2 separate regions of the Sus scrofa genome follow, and region 1 is linked to region 2. The links are chromatin contacts, called in public HiChIP or PLAC-seq maps. All regions are on one chromosome and are shown on one strand. The core of a region is the stretch at or near the end of the contact, and the rest is flanking DNA. Distances in the headings are between cores, read along the strand shown.

Region 1 (4,824 bases), core at 1,548-4,047, 140 kb after region 2:
CTCCTCGTCATATGAGGACAGCTCCCCTGCTCTTTCTCCGGTTTCAGGAGGCCTCTCCCCCGAGCACCTGCCCTCACTGCTGACCTTTCAGCTGTGCCCGGACTGCCCTCCCCTCTGCGGCTCTGCTCGGAAATCCGGCTCACCTTCTCCTGGAAGCCCTCCTGACTTTCCCCCCTCCTGTGAGCTGCTCCGGGACGGAATTCTGTGCTCCGAGGGCCTCCTGCAAGGGCAGCGTCTCTCTTCAACTCTCGCAGCAGTGGCACATTATTTTTAAATTACATTTGCCATACTGGCAAACAGATCAGAGAGATAAGAAGTCGGAGTTCCCCTTGGGGCTCAGTGGTGACGAATGGGACTCGTATCCATGAAGATTCGGGTTCGATCCCTGACCTCGCTCGCTCAGTGGGTTAAGATCCTGTGTTGCCTCGAGTGCTGCGGTCTAAGTTGCAGATACTGCTCGGATCCCACGTTGCCGTGGCTGTGGTATGGGCCGGCAGCTGCAGCCCCACGTTGACCCCCCAGCCTGGGAACTTGCCTTTGCTGAGCGTGCAGCCCTCAAAAGAAAAGAAGGACGGGGAGGCGGGGGTGGGGGGGAGGAGAAGTCAAACTCCCCCTCACTGCCCCCTCCCCAGCCCCAGCCCTCCTCGAAGGAACCACGGCCAGCAGTCTGACCTCTGAAGCCCTTCCAGGCGTTTACACATCAACACTTGGTCACGCGCCAACAACAGGGCGTAATCGGTGGGATCACCACACACCTATTGTTCGACTTGATTCCTCTGACTTGGCAACCTGACGGGCGATTGTGCCACGTCAGCCCTCGCGGACTCCCTTCCGAGGGCTGGAAGACCGGACGCACCGTGATTTACTCCACCACCTCTCTGTGGATGGACCGCGGGGTTGTTGCCGATTTTTTGCTGCTGGAGAGCCCCTGCCCCAGCAGCCCCGTGTGCACCTCCCCGAGCCCACGTGCGTTTCTGTGGGAGGGAGGACGAGGATGGAGTTGCAAGGGACAGGCCACCCCTTGGACGAGGCTGGGCCAATCCAAACTCCACAGGGGCCCACTCTGACCCACACTCTGAATTCACACAGCACTTCCGCGAGCACTGCTTTAAATGCTGCTCACAAGAGCCCCGGGAGCTGGTACCGTTAGGACCGTTTTATAAGCAAAGACTGGAACTCAGCCCCAGCCTGTCACTCTCCGGAGCTCGTGCTCCGTCTTGTGCAGACAGGACAGGTCCCCAGGCCTGGGGGCAGGTGAGCACTTCGGGCATCCCCGTGGGGTCGGGAGCACCAGAGAGGCACCAGGGACACAGGGTGGGGAGCGGAGAGGTGAGGCACGTGGTGGGGGCTCAGATGCCCAGGAGGGGCTTTCTTCCCACTCCCTCCACGGCTCGGCTCGGAGGAGCCTGGGCTCAGGCTGAGAAGCAGGGCTGCTACGTTGCCATGGCAACGGAGGGCTCCTCTCTCCCTCGCAGCAGGAATCACGGCGGCTGGGGGGGGTGGGGGCGGGAGGAGGATGTTTCCCCAGCAGCACCGAGGGCTGGGGCGCGAGGCTGGTCACCGCTCCCCTCCCCTCCCGCCCTGTCTCCTCCCGCCCCACCCTGGAGGCCAGCAGCCGGCAGGAGGGGTGCTGAGGGTGCCGGGGGTGCCGCGCCGGTACAGACCAGGAGAGAACACAGGCAGTTGCGGGGTGGGGTGAGTCGGGGAGTCAGGGGCTCCTGCAGAAAGCTGCCCAGTCTCCCCTTTCAGACATCCCATGTGTCAGCCCCCACCTCACAGCCCTGCTCAGGTTCTCTTCCAGGGCAGAGCCTCCTCCGACCCTCAGGGAGTCACGGTCAACCCCGTTCTCCGGCCCAGCCCGCCCACGCTGACCCAAGGCACACGTGCATGTGAACTGCTCACACACACATACACAGCCAGCCCCTCACAAGCAGAGTCACACGCTGATATGCTCATACCTTGACGTGTCCACACACTCATTCAAACACAGTCACGCCCAGACACGCAACCCACACGCACCTGCTACCTGGTGCACGAGTGTGGTCGCGTATCCAAGCATGCGTGCAAGCCCACATCCTCTCTCCGCCCCTGTGATTGACTGTCGGTCCTGGAAGCTCTTCTTCCTCCTCACATCTCCTCCTGCTCATTCCCATCTTCTCTGCCTCCTCCCTCTCCCCACAGCCCTCAGCCTGTCCTTGGCAGGAACCCTGCCCTCTGGGCTCGGCCCTGGAAGGAGATGCTGTCATTTGCAAGGGAGCTGATTCTCAGACACAGACAGCACTCAGCCTTGAAAAAGCAGGAAGGGCCGGGGTGTGGGGGCAGGAGGTGATCTCCTCCCTCCCTTTCCAGATGATACTCCTGCTTGATCCTGGCTTGACTGAAGAGCGGCAAAGCCAGCCTCCCCCCCACAACAAAAACCTCTAACAAGCTTGCCATAGTACATAAAATTGTGAATAGCCAAATAACCATGGTTAGCAATAGCAGGCAGCCAAGTGGCTAATTATGGAGGGCTTGAGTAGCAAGGACTAGGCTAGATTCATGGTCCCACGTATGCTTCATATCAACCTCCAAGGCAGGGAATATAATATCCATTGCACAGAGAAAGAAACTGCAGCTTAGGGCAGGCATGTAACTTCCAGGTGATGGAGCAGGGCCTCAAACCCAGGTCTGCCGGACTCCAACGATCCCTGACCAGGGCACCCAACCTTTAACAGCCAGTTCCTTGAAGTGAGCAGGAGCTCTCTGCTGGGAGATCTGGCCTTTCAGCTGGATGACTGGCACAGGAAAGCAGACACCTGCTGGTTGAAATTGAATACTAGCTCTCCCTCTCCTCGGGGGCCTTTGGTCATTTTTCTGCCTCCCACATGGGGAGCTCTCACGAGTGGTCTCTGGGACTTGCGTCCCCTGCTCTGTGCCTGGACTTCTCCGTTCAGCCTGTCCTCTTCGTGCCACTAACTTGCTCGTGCTTCCAAAGGCCCCAGTGCAAATCAGTTCTTTGGCGGAGAATTATTCTGGCTCCTTTTCCCCTCTGGCCACTCCAGCCAGCCCCAGGGAGCCAGTGGATCCAACTCCAAGGGCTCCTTAGGGGGTTATACGAAGCGAAACGTAGTTAATTCCTTAGAGGAATTCTGTTCTCAGTTACTATTTTTTGGTCTCCCTGCTCCTCTGAGGTTCTATCCTCCTAGCTTTTTGAAGGTGAAAATGTTTTTTTTTAAGTGTCCCCTGCTTGACAATATTTTAAGTTATCAGAGTGTCTATGAATTTCACATCAAAAGAAAATGAAAGGGCTGGGAACTACTGATTTGCCTACAGATTTAATCCAGCCCTTTATTTTCACCGACCGGAGAATGAATTCAAGAGAAGAGGCTTGGCTTGGTGAAGCACCAGCTTTCTTTGTGAGTTGTACAAACTCTGGGTCAAAGACGATCAGAGCGTGGGAGTGGTAACGAATCGACTAGACCAGAGGCGGTTCGTCCTGCCTGCTCATGGTTAAGATCCGTTGGTGACTGTGGTAGTGCAGACGGCTCGATCCGAGCTGTGGCCTGGTGAGGTGGTCAGCTCATGACCAGCCGGACTCATAGCCGCAGGAGGCCAAAAAACAAAAAACAAAAAAAAAAAAAAAAAAAAAAAAAAAAAAAAAAAAAAAAAAAAAAAAAAAAAAAAAAAAAAAAAAAAGACGGGATTCAAAAGCCAGTCCAGCCACTCGTGCCTGCAGTTGGGTAGGACTGGGGAGGTGTCAGACCCCTGAAAGCCTCAGTTTCCTCATCTGTCGGATGGGCTGATCTGAGAATCCAATAAGACACTGCGTGCTTAGCACTTGGAAACTATAAAGTGCTATCAAGCTTATCCATCAGGTAACCGTTTGGCTGCAAGGCTGGGGCCAGAATCCAGGCTCCTGAGCCTTGCTCTGCTATTCTTTGGTGTGTTCAAGGGGGGCAGGGGTGCTGGATGGGACCCCAGCTCCTCCGTCCACTAGCTGTGCAACTGCGGGAAAAAGAGCTCGTGTCTACAATGGTTCTTCCTCTGAAAACGGTGGCTTCTCATACTCAGAATGGGGTGGACGGGATTACAGGAGCTAATGGCGGGCAGGGCCTGTTCGTGCCTGGCTGACACTAAGCCAGTGTCTCCTCGACCCCTCAGACTTTCCCCCAGCTGTCATTCTCCGAATCGCTTCTGCGGTGAATCGCCTGCTTCCTTTGAAGGAAGCTTTGATTTTGGAAGGAGCCCAAGGCCACTGAGAGGCTTGTCTGGCCAGGGAGGCAGAGAGTTCGTAATCGAGCCTGGGAAGGAGCGCCCTTCGGCTGTGCCGACGGGGTTCAGCTCTTGGAGGGGGAGGAAGAGCTCCTTGGGCTCCGAAGGAGACCGCTCTTGCCAGGCGGCCCTGCTCTCCCCCTGCCTGGCCTTTCCCCCTGCCCAGCCTCTCCCCCTGCCCGGCCTTTCCCGGGGGCCATCGAGGGAGGCTGGCCTGCACCTCCCAGGATGGGTGGTCCGCCTGTGCTGGCATCTCCAGGGGATGCTCGTGGCCTCCGGGGCCGTCTCTCATCCTTGCCAAGCTGCGTGTCAGAGCCAGGATGACACATCGTGCAGTCCACTCCCTCCGTGTCTCTCAGATGAGAGAACTGAAGCCCTTCCTCCCCCACCTGTTCCCCGACGACAGAAGTGCAACTCGGAATGTCCAAGCCAGAACCTGACCTTGGCGACAGCCAGCCCAACCTTCGCTGGCTTTCCCACCCTGCTTTACAGATAAGAGCACAGAGGTCGGGAAGGGAAGAGGCGTGAGCCCAAGGCAGTGACTGGGCTGCCCCTACATCCAGCCTCCTGCCC
Region 2 (4,483 bases), core at 434-2,933:
CACGTGGGGAGTGCTGCAGCCCTGGCCACTCAGCACTGGGGCCTTTTTGCACTTAATCAGAGCAGCATCGATTTATAACGCTTGCATGTTTGGCATAAATGCAGGATTTCTCTTAAGCCAGAATAGAAGTCCAAGAAGCCGTAAAAACCCAGGAGCTGGGAGGATTCTTTGCGGGGTCAGTTAGGGTGAGTTAGAATCTGCAGAGGTCATCCCCGCAGCCACGCGGTGGCAACCTGGGTGGGAGCACTTGGGAATGCCAGCCAAGACAGCGGCTGCGGGGGGCCAGCCTCGCCCTCCCTTCAGGCCCTGGGAGAGGGAAGGCCGTGGGGGGTGAGGCAGGGCAGGACCTCTGCCACCCGGGCCGGGCGATCTGGGCCAGGCCGCGCCCCACTCTGAGCTGTGGTTTCTTCCTGGGGGGTTACTATCGACGTATCCCTCAGGAGGGGGGTAAGTTCAGGACCGGGGCAGGGACTTCACATGATGTGTGTGCAGCCATTTTCATGTCCTGGGCAGAGATAGTGGTTGCAGGAAAAACAGGATTAAACTCACCAATATTTTCTCGTGTTACGTAACCGTCTCGTGACCAACCGCAACCGAAGCAAAACCCAAAAGGCCCTGCGTTGGGTGGGCGGGCCTGTGGGAGGCTGGATACGGTCCTAGGCTCTGCCCTTTTACCCATCACTGCCCACTGTCCCCATTCTACAGATGAGGAGACTGAGGCCTGGCTCCAAAACGCAGCATCTTAACTTGTACAGGTGCATGTGACCCTGGCTGGTCCCTTACCCCCCTGCTTGGCAAGGTCACACCCCTGCCCATGGCCCTGCACCCCCAACGCCCTAGCGAGGAGCGCATATCCTGAAGCCCCAAATCTCAGCTCTGTATGTATAGATGGACAGTTGGAAACACGCAAATACCCTCTCTCTGAGCTTCAGTTTCCTTATCTACAAAATAAGTGATGATGGTAGCTGCCCCAGGCAATTAGGTAGGATAACAGGTGAAAAACCCCCGCACAGTGCCTCCCACAGGGTACGTTCATCCCACGTTAGACGGTTTAAAGATCCGTTCAGGAGTTCCCATTGTGGCTCGGGGGGTTAAGAACCCGACTAGCATCCGTGAGGATGCAGGTTCGACCCCTGGCCTCCCTCAGGGGTTAAGGATCTGGTGTTGCCGCAAGCTGCAGTGGAGGTTGCAGGTGCAGCTTGGATCTGGCGTTGCCTTGGCTGTGGTGTAGGCTGGCCGCTGCAGCTCTAATTCAACCCTTAGCCCCAGGAACTTCCAGGTACTGTGGGTGTGGCCCTAAAAAAGGCTGGTGGGGGCAGGGAGATCCATTCAGGAGCTAGGGTCTATGACTCCCGCTTTGCAGATAAGGTTGCAAACCTCGGAGAGGTCTAGCAACTCGGCCAAGGTCACAGAGCTCGGGAGCTGTGGTGGCAGGAGGAAGGCGTGAGGGGAGCAGGAGCTGTGGCTCAAACCGTGTGCTTGTCCCCTGGGGTCAGGATGGAAGGGGAGTCACCAGGGCAGGGGGAGGAACTGGGGGGGAAGCGGGGAGGGGCACGCCAGAGCAGCGGTGAGGTCAGACGCAAGCTACTGCCTTGGGAGAGGGCCAGAGCCCACAGGGGTCAGTGAGGGCAGTGCCCAGGCTGGCAGTGGAGGCTTCACCTTCACTCTGTTCTCTGGTGACCAGTGACCTCGACAGCTGAGCCTGTGCCCCTCCCCTCACATCCTGGTGAGACCCTGAAGGCAGGGCTTTGAGGGTGGCACGCCCACGTGACAGCTCCCAGCAGAGCCTCCCAGGGGCCAGAGCCAGGGATCGGCCCCTGCCCCTGTGGCTGGGAGTGCCCCCCAGGGGCTCCTTTCTGGGCTGCAGGGGGCAGGAGATGAGCCTGAGCAGCCAGCAGCCTGAGATGGCAGGGGTCTCCAACCAAGCCCAAGACCCGGGGCACCTGCAGGGCGGGTGGGCCCACCCACAGCTGCCAGGCTCCCCGTGGGCCCACCCGCAGGCCCCACCCGTCTCTCCCAAGGTCCCTGACAGCTGGGAATTCCTGCCGCATGACCGAGTCAGCCTCTCGGGGCCGGGACCTTGGCCGGGCAGCCCGGACTCGGTTCTGGTTACAGCACGGACTGTGAGCTGGCTGTGAGGCCAGCACCAGTGCCTTCCCCGCTCTGGAACTTGGCTTCTCCAGGTCAAAGGAGGAGCGAGCTGCGAGCTGAAAGAACGCTTCCATCCCAGAGCCTCTCCAGGTCTAGAATCACAGAGGCCAAATGGTGGAAAGAACTTGGAGCCGTGATGCCCCGATCCTGGTCTGCAGCCTGACCAAGTCGGGTCCCCTGGGGACCCACGAAGTGCAGACACGGGTGCTTCTTCCCATCCCTGGTGGATGGGGAGCTGGGCCATGTGCGGATGTGGCCAGTGCCCTGGATCCACGCCTTCCTGGGGGGAGCGGGGGTGGGGCTTCTTCCTGAGACAAATGCCTGGGATCCCGGAGCCGCCCCAGGTCTTTAAGGCTTTATCCCCTGGGTCTCTTCAGACCCCCTGCCCGCCCTGAGTTCGAGCCTTCCCTCCCAGCAGCAACTCCTCCATAGACTTCTCCACCGGCTTCTCTCCATCTCGGTCCTCTTCACCCAGGAAAGGCCACAGCTCCTGGCCCTTCCAACCTCCCGGCCCGCCCAGGGCAGGAGCCTCTAGCACCACAGATTAGAAGTGAGAGGCCTCGAGTTCCCGCTGTGGCTTAAGAATCCAACTACGGCAGCTTAGGTAGCTGCGGAGACGCGGGTTTGATCCCCAGCCCAGTGCAGTGGGTTAAGGGTCTGGCATTGCTGCAGGGGCGGCTTGGATTCAGCCCCTGGCCTGGGGACTTCCAGATGCCGCAGGTGCAGCCATTAAGAAAGAAAAAAGAAACGATAAGAAAAGAAAAAAACAAAGAAGTGAGGGACCCTCTCTAAGCTGATCTGTTGTGCTCATGGGGCTGGACTGAAAGCCACCTGAGAGCCGCAGCTGGGCTGTGCCGAGTGCTGGCAGTGCCCAGCACAGGGCAGATGCTCAGAAGGCCTGTGGGTGGAAGGACAAGACGGCTGGAGGTTGCGCCCCTTCTCCAGCTGCCGCCACGATAAGGCCCAGGCTCCTCGGCCCATCCTTCCGGCTTCCTGCAACGTTTATCACCCCCTCAGCCCCCACACCCTTTAGGCATGAGCTGCAAGACACCCTGATGCCTGGGCACACAGGTACAGAACCCACCCACCCCACCCCGCTCCTGGCCATGCCCGTATCTGTGTTCAGACACCTCTTTCCTGCAGGGCTCCCGGCCCCCATGTATTGGCTCCTGGAATTCTGGAATCACACCTGCGCAGTGCCTCTAGCCTCTACCCACCGTGGCCTCACCTGGAAGGGTCCACGGTCTTCTGCTCCTGTCCCGGGACTGACTCAGCCCCCACAGTGACACGGAGCAGCCACCCTGAGATGCTCACGGCAGGTCAGCTCTCCCGCATACTGCGGGCTCGCACCTGTGACTTGGGGTGTGCACACTCTCTCTCCGAGCCTCCGTCTCCCTCCCCGACTGTAAAATGGCCCCATCAGGCTGGGCAGGTTCAAGGGAATCCTTGATCCGCGTGTTTCCTGTAGGTCGCTCCCCACAGGTCAGGTGAATAAGTATTTGTTAGACAAATAAATAGTCCCAAAGAATGGGCATCGTGGATGGCGGACTGCAGGGCATCTGCGGCAGGTGGTTTAGAGAAGGAAGTTCGGATGTGGCGGTCGAGTCTGAGCCACCTTTCTCATCTGTAAGACGGAGATCACTGCAGGGCAGGGGGAGGATAAAATGAGACACAGCGCCTGGAAGCAGGTGGGAGAGCGGCTGGGGCTTACCAAGAGCCCAAAGAGCTTAGACCCGGTGGTATCCCCAGCCCCCTCTGTCCCTGAGCAAGGACCCGCAGGTGGAGCCAAGTGTGGCAGCAGTGTCTACCTGGTGCCACCAGAGGGCATCATGATGCAGCCAAAGCCACCCAGGTACGCAAGGGCTCCCTGACTCATCCTGCTGGGCGAGCCGGCTCCTGAGAGGGCAGTGCCAGCCAGAGGCCTGCCAGCTGGAAGGGCGAGGGCAGAGACCCGGACACCCATGCAGTTCTTTCCCCCAAAAGATGCCCCACACCATCTTGGCTTGAGATTCTGTCCATTTCTAGCACAGTCTGGGACCAACAGCAACCCAAAGGGCACCTACATCCCTCCCAGGACCATTAGATGCACTTAACTGATGGGGAACCTGGGGCCTGAGACAGGGAGGCCCGCTCCAGGTCAGGAGGTGAACTCTGGCCTCCCCAGCTGGCTTTTCCCTGTACATCCCACCAAGCTCCCCCCCGTCCCCCACCCCGCAACACACCCACACACACCCAAGGCCAGGAATCGGCACCAGGCCCACCTCTGACTCCTTGGCCAGGGAGAGACCCCAGCACATCTCATGATGGGACCCCTCGAGGAGAGGGGGCTGGA

Evidence for each region. HiChIP or PLAC-seq counts read pairs in DNA pulled down with a chosen protein or histone mark.
Region 1: a contact with region 2 is called in an H3K27ac HiChIP or PLAC-seq map of skeletal muscle, with 12 times the contacts expected there. The contact joins two enhancer-like sites. A contact is called at or near these places in 6 of 47 Hi-C or Micro-C datasets (embryonic fibroblasts, epiblast stem cells, fibroblasts and 2 more) and 1 of 2 datasets of contacts at active chromatin or transcription factors (skeletal muscle).

Annotation. Positions count from the first base shown.
Region 1 is chr6:169,954,089-169,958,912 of Sscrofa11.1, forward strand. The region is part of intron 2 of LOC102166622; the gene reads right to left. Among named protein-coding and RNA genes, the nearest start is that of SCMH1, 43 kb to the right of the region's middle. Within about 2 kb of position 2,798, at least 5 of the 83 cell types and tissues checked have an H3K27ac peak or open chromatin away from gene starts, as enhancers often do. A contact at or near this core is called in skeletal muscle, where this site is marked.
Region 2 is chr6:169,815,333-169,819,815 of Sscrofa11.1, forward strand. No RefSeq gene overlaps it. Among named protein-coding and RNA genes, the nearest start is that of FOXO6, 62 kb to the right of the region's middle. Within about 2 kb of position 1,684, at least 4 of the 83 cell types and tissues checked have an H3K27ac peak or open chromatin away from gene starts, as enhancers often do. A contact at or near this core is called in skeletal muscle, where this site is marked.